Regions from separate parts of the Gossypium arboreum genome. Here region 1 is linked to region 2. A link is a contact called in public Hi-C data. All regions are on one chromosome and are shown on one strand. Each heading gives the region's core, a stretch centred on a gene start, on an enhancer-like site or on the middle of the called end of the contact. The rest is flanking DNA. Distances are from core to core; before and after follow the strand shown. Region 1 holds the start of LOC108470823 (AP2-like ethylene-responsive transcription factor ANT). Region 2 holds the start of LOC108482147 (UDP-glucuronate 4-epimerase 5).

Region 1 (2,722 bases), core at 85-2,584, 620 kb after region 2:
CCATTAGTCATCTAATAACTAGTAATAAAAAAAGATAAAATTTAGTAATTAAGTGATTATTTTATAATTTTTCATAATTGATGTATAAAAAATTATCAATAGTTATTACTACTTAGTGTAGTTTAACCTTTAAATTTTAGCATTTGAAGCATTTTCTTTTTATGTAATTTCATTTTTTCTCTTCTATTTATCGTCATCATCATCATGGTTGTTTAAACTTAAGGATTGTACGCCCAAAAGGTACATGCATTAATTCGTTGAGTTAAAGTTTTGATATGGGCACATAAGGTTGATATTTAAGACTACCCAAAAGAGAAAAGAAAAGAAAAAGCAGGCTAAGACAAGGTGGGGTTGATTTTCTAACCCTTCTTTAAGGCTTGTCATTTTGTATTATGCTTGATTTGATTTCTTTTAGCAAGTGCTTTCTTTTTTTCAATTTTAAAGCAAGCCATTTTTAAATTTATAATATATTTAGTAAAATATTTGTTAAAAATATATATAAAACTTAAATGAGTTTTTATTTATATAAAATAAAATGTTTAAAATTCATTATAATACACATTCAAATTTTACCATTATTGATTTTAAATAAAAATATAAAATAATAATACAATGTACTTTGTATATATAAACTAATTAACTCGTGATATTAATTCAATAAAAATATTATATATAGTACAAATATAGTCCTTTTCTTTTAACATTAAAAAAATAAAAATAAAAACACTTTTTTTTTTTTAATCTCAAAGTCTATCACAACCTCAATAGTAAATGAGTATTTGGCAGATCTGCTAATAATATTAAAGCAACATGAAATCGATGTCTTAAAATTTGTATAAATTATTTTAAATACAACCATAAAAGAACAAAATAAATAAATAAAAAAACAAAGGATTTATGGGACATTGGTTTTTTCACTTCAACCCTATGAATTATGTATGGCAGCTCATTTAAGAAGCTATTTTTGTCATTCATTTTTGGTGTTTATAACCTTGTAGACATGCTTCTTACATCTCTTGTAAAGTGATCAAAAAGGCTAGTCCTTTAGGAGACACCATTACTTTCCCATTATGAAGGTGTTTAAATTTTAATGTAATATACTGAGGTGTACCAAATAAAAATACTACTATTGTACTTAGAGCTTAATTTTATGTCATGTAATCGAAAAGGTTAAATTGGAATTTTAATGTTTGTAAAAAGGAATTTCTGTCCTAAAATTATGGTCTTTTTTGTATTAAAAAGACAAGAGATGCTCACTTATTTAGTTTTTCAAGTTAAGTGGTACATGAAATCAGTGTATTTAATGTGTCGATGGATACATCCTTTTCGCCTTTTAAAAATATTGGAATAATAAAAAATAAATAATTTTGATCATAAATCCTATAAGGAAGCTTGAAAGACCAAAAACATACATTCCCTAAACCATCTTTGCTTAATGGGGGAAATAACATTTAATGTTATGTAAGTGGAAGATTCTAACCTTTTAAGACTAATGCTTAATCGCGGCAAGTATTTAAGTAGATATTAAACCGACATGAAAGAAAAGAGACGGTGTTGATATTTTAATTGGAGAACAGGAAACTGTGGTATATCCACATGGAAAAATAAGGATCCATTGGCTCGTAAGTAGCGCTACTGCTGCTACAAGCAGCTTGTCTTTGGGTGCAGCAGCTTCTGGTTGGGGCTAGTCTTTTCCCAATCTTTCTAAATGAATCTTTGAATTTTCAATGTGTGTAGGGGGAGGGGTCTTTAAAAAGAAAAAGGGTAAGTGGAAGCAAGAAGGAGCGTAGGGTAAAGCAAAAGAAGAGGTCTTTCTCATTCACAGATCCCTATGGAATGCAGGAAGGATGCCCAGCATAGCTTGCTAGAACTCATTCTTTTTGTTTAGTTTAAAGGAACTTACTAGCTTTGTTTCTCTTTAGAAATCCTTTTTCTGTGAGAAAGAGAGAGAGTCATGCATAGAAATAGAATTGATTCAGTTGCAGGAGCTTTGGATTTGTTTTAGATAAGTTGCTAGATTTGATCCATCACTTCTGCAGCTAAAAGCCAAAAATCCCTCTTGTTTGTGTGTGTCTGTTTTTTCTTCTTCTTTTTTTCTTTGGCAAAAATGGAGTGAAGCATTGAGATGTTTGGTTTATGATTAGTTCGTTTGTTTCCCAATGATTGAGTTGCCCTGCGCCAAGATAAACTTGCCTAGAATCTTTACTAGGTTTGAAAGAAGCATCATAGTTAAAAGATGAAGTCCATGAGCAATGATGATAACAACAACAACAACAATAACAGTAGTAACTGGTTAGGTTTTTCACTATCTTCTCACATGAAAATGGAGGTTAGCAATCAAGGCCATAATAGTAATCACAAAACACTGTCAGCTGCTTCTGGTGTTACAACAGCAGTTCCATCAAGCTTTTTCCCATCTCCACCATCTCATCTTAGTTATGGACTTTATTATGAAGGAGAAAATGGGGGCTTGTATTCTCACTTTCCTGTGATGCCACTAAAGTCTGATGGGTCTCTTTGTTTAATGGAAGCTCTTGGCAGGTCCCAGTCACAAGGTTAGGCTCAAACTTCTACTTGTATATTCTTTTCTTTTGGAGTTTGTTTTATGCTTTGGGGGAAATAGTTGTTTATATTTTTTCTGGACTTTTCTGTCTTTGACTTTTGGTGTGAAGCAATGGTTCCTACTTCAACTCCTAAACTGGAGGATTTCTTTGGGGGTGCA
Region 2 (2,700 bases), core at 153-2,652:
ACTCGTTAATACTATGCCCTATCTGTCCACACCCAAAGTAAACTCCATGCAAATTTTCATGGACCCAAATTCTCTATTGCGACTCAGTTAGAATAAAAATCCCCTTCTTAAAGGTGTTTGCACATTCATCTACAATTTAATCCTATAAAAATCACCTTTGACTTTCGATCTAAGCACTCCCCTAGAGGTGGATCCAATTGCATGCATAAGATCCTTTCAATCACACTCTGGGGGACAAGGACCCCCTTTGACCCAAAAAAGAGACGCCACTAATCTATTTTGCTTCGTTCCATCGATTCCAATAATTTATCAAAAATAATCAATTGCCATAAAAAAAGCCATGATTGTCCCTCCAAAGTCAACTCCAGATCCTCTTCATCTTCAAATGAAATTTAAAACAAATTTTGTCTTGTAACCTATATCTCAAATTTCTTTTTAGTCTGCCAAATACTTTTTAATTAAGCCTGAAAACTATCTGGATTGTGAGATTTTTTAATCCACACAATGCATAACAACGTCAGTTTTTCATCTAGAACTACCAGCAAGCTTTTAACGGACGACTGAATCAGTTCCTCCTTCAAAAGAGAGATCTCATCCTTCTCCATTCCCTTTAAAGTCACCACTTTACTCAGACCCATCCACAGGCAGTGCTATTTATCTAAGAGACTAAGAGAGAGCATTCTTGACTTTTTTGGAGTTTACAATATAAATTCAATACAATTATAATATAATTACAAATACATGCCTAATAAACTATAAAGTAAAATCAAATTAATATATAACACAAATAAACTAAGAATCCTAATAATTTAGACTAAAATCAATCCATCAAAGTAAAACTCACATAAAATAAAACTAGGAGCTTAAACAATTATATATAACAAGACTTGTACCTTAACTATTCAAATACCTATATATTACAATTATAACTATCAATTAATAACATAAATAATGTTTTTAAAACCCAATATCTACTTTCAATTTCTTTTACCAAACAAAATTAAATTTGCAATTATTTGTCATGTCTAAATAACATTTCAAATATATAAATTTAAAATTGATATTTGTATTTTCAATTTACACCAAAAGAGAATACAAAAAGTAATATTATTTTATAGGTGGTATTGGTGTGCCAAGTGGCACTAATAAAATTAAAAAAAAGTGAAACAGAAGAATAAACTACTGAAATTCTTTTTGCTTTTTTTCTTTTTATGTTACTTATTTTTAATTTTCACTGATGCCACCTAATATACCGATTGCATCCATAAAATATTTTTTTATATTTTCTCATGTATATTTAAAATACAAATATTTTTTTAAATGATTGATGCTACAAATATTATTTTCACTCATATTTTAAAAATATATAAATGGCACTTGACACAATCATGATATCAAAATTTTATTTTCTTTAAAACCAAATGATTAGTTAAAGATGCTAACTGAAAAGTAGATGGTGCCATCTAACCAATCGAGGACGCCAAATTACATTGTTCAAAATAGGTTATTTCCTTAAATAATTTTTTCCTTAAGTCATTTTGTTAATTAATTTGTTTTTTTAAGGTTATTTGTATAAAAAAAAAAGCCAAACCTTCCTTTTTTTCCTTCCTCCTCTTTCTCCGCTGTCGCCACCACCGCCGTCACCACTAAAAATCTGAACCCTAATCCTAAATCCCATCTTATATTGTTCCAAATGTCACACCTTGACAACATTCCATCCACTCCTGGCAAATACAAACCCGACAAAGCTTTCCGTTTCAACTCCTCCGCCGCATCTTCCTCTCTTTCCAAGCTAACCCTTTATTACCCTTTTCCTTTCCGTCCTCCTTATCTTCCTCCTCCTACTTTACTCCCCTTCTTCCAAACCATCGTTGCGCCGCCACCTATCTACTGGGTCCCACCGCACCCCACTCTCTCTTTCCCACAAACTAATCCGCAAATCTGCCCGTCCTCGCTCTACCACCGGTAACACCGTCCTTGTGACCGGCGCCGCCGGTTTCGTCGGAACCCATGTTTCCCTCGCTCTTAAACGCCGTGGAGACAGTGTCCTTGGCCTTGACAACTTTAACCATTACTATGATCCAACCCTGAAAAGGGCTCGCCAGAAGATCCTCGAAAAAGCTTGGGTTTTTGTCGTCGAAGGCGACATCAACGACAAGGGTCTTCTCGAGCAACTGTTCGATGCCGTTTTGTTTACTCACGTAATGCATTTAGCAGCTCAGGCAGGTGTTCGTTACGCTATGCAAAACCCAGGATCTTATGTTCATAGTAACATTGCTGGATTTGTGAACTTACTGGAGTGTCGAAATCGGCCAACCTTCAACCGGCAATTATCTGGGCATCTTCAAGTTCGGTATACGGCTTGAATTCTAAGGTCCTATTTTCAGAGAAAGATAGAACTGATCAACCTGCTAGTTTATATGCTGCTACAAAGAAAGCTGGTGAGGAATTGCGCATACTTATAATCATATTTATGGACTTTCATTAACTGGATTGCGATTCTTCACGGTTTATGGTCCCTGGGGTCGGCTCGATATGGCATATTTATTTTTCACTAAAGATATAATGAAAGGTAAAACTATCACTGTATATGAATCACCAGATAAGGGTAGTGTGGCTAGAGATTTTACCTATATCGATGATATAGTGAAAGGGTGTTTGGGAGCATTGGATACGGCAAAGAAGAGTACAGGGAGTGGG

The links. A called contact is a pair of places that touch in the nucleus more often than the background predicts.
Region 1: a contact with region 2 is called in a Hi-C map of leaf, with 3 times the contacts expected there. The contact joins the promoter of LOC108470823 here to the promoter of LOC108482147 in region 2. A contact is called at or near these places in 2 of 5 Hi-C or Micro-C datasets (both in leaf).

Annotation. Positions count from the first base shown.
Region 1 is chr11:42,562,859-42,565,580 of ASM2569848v2, forward strand. LOC108470823 (AP2-like ethylene-responsive transcription factor ANT) reads left to right here and starts at 1,335. Exons shown (of 9, transcript XM_017772305.2): 1 at 1,335-2,555; 2 at 2,673-2,722. The coding sequence starts at 2,237.
Region 2 is chr11:41,940,120-41,942,819 of ASM2569848v2, forward strand. It overlaps LOC108482147 (UDP-glucuronate 4-epimerase 5), which reads left to right and starts at 1,403. Exons shown (of 4, transcript XM_017785261.2): 1 at 1,403-1,803; 2 at 1,805-2,298; 3 at 2,301-2,447; 4 at 2,450-2,700. The coding sequence starts at 1,694.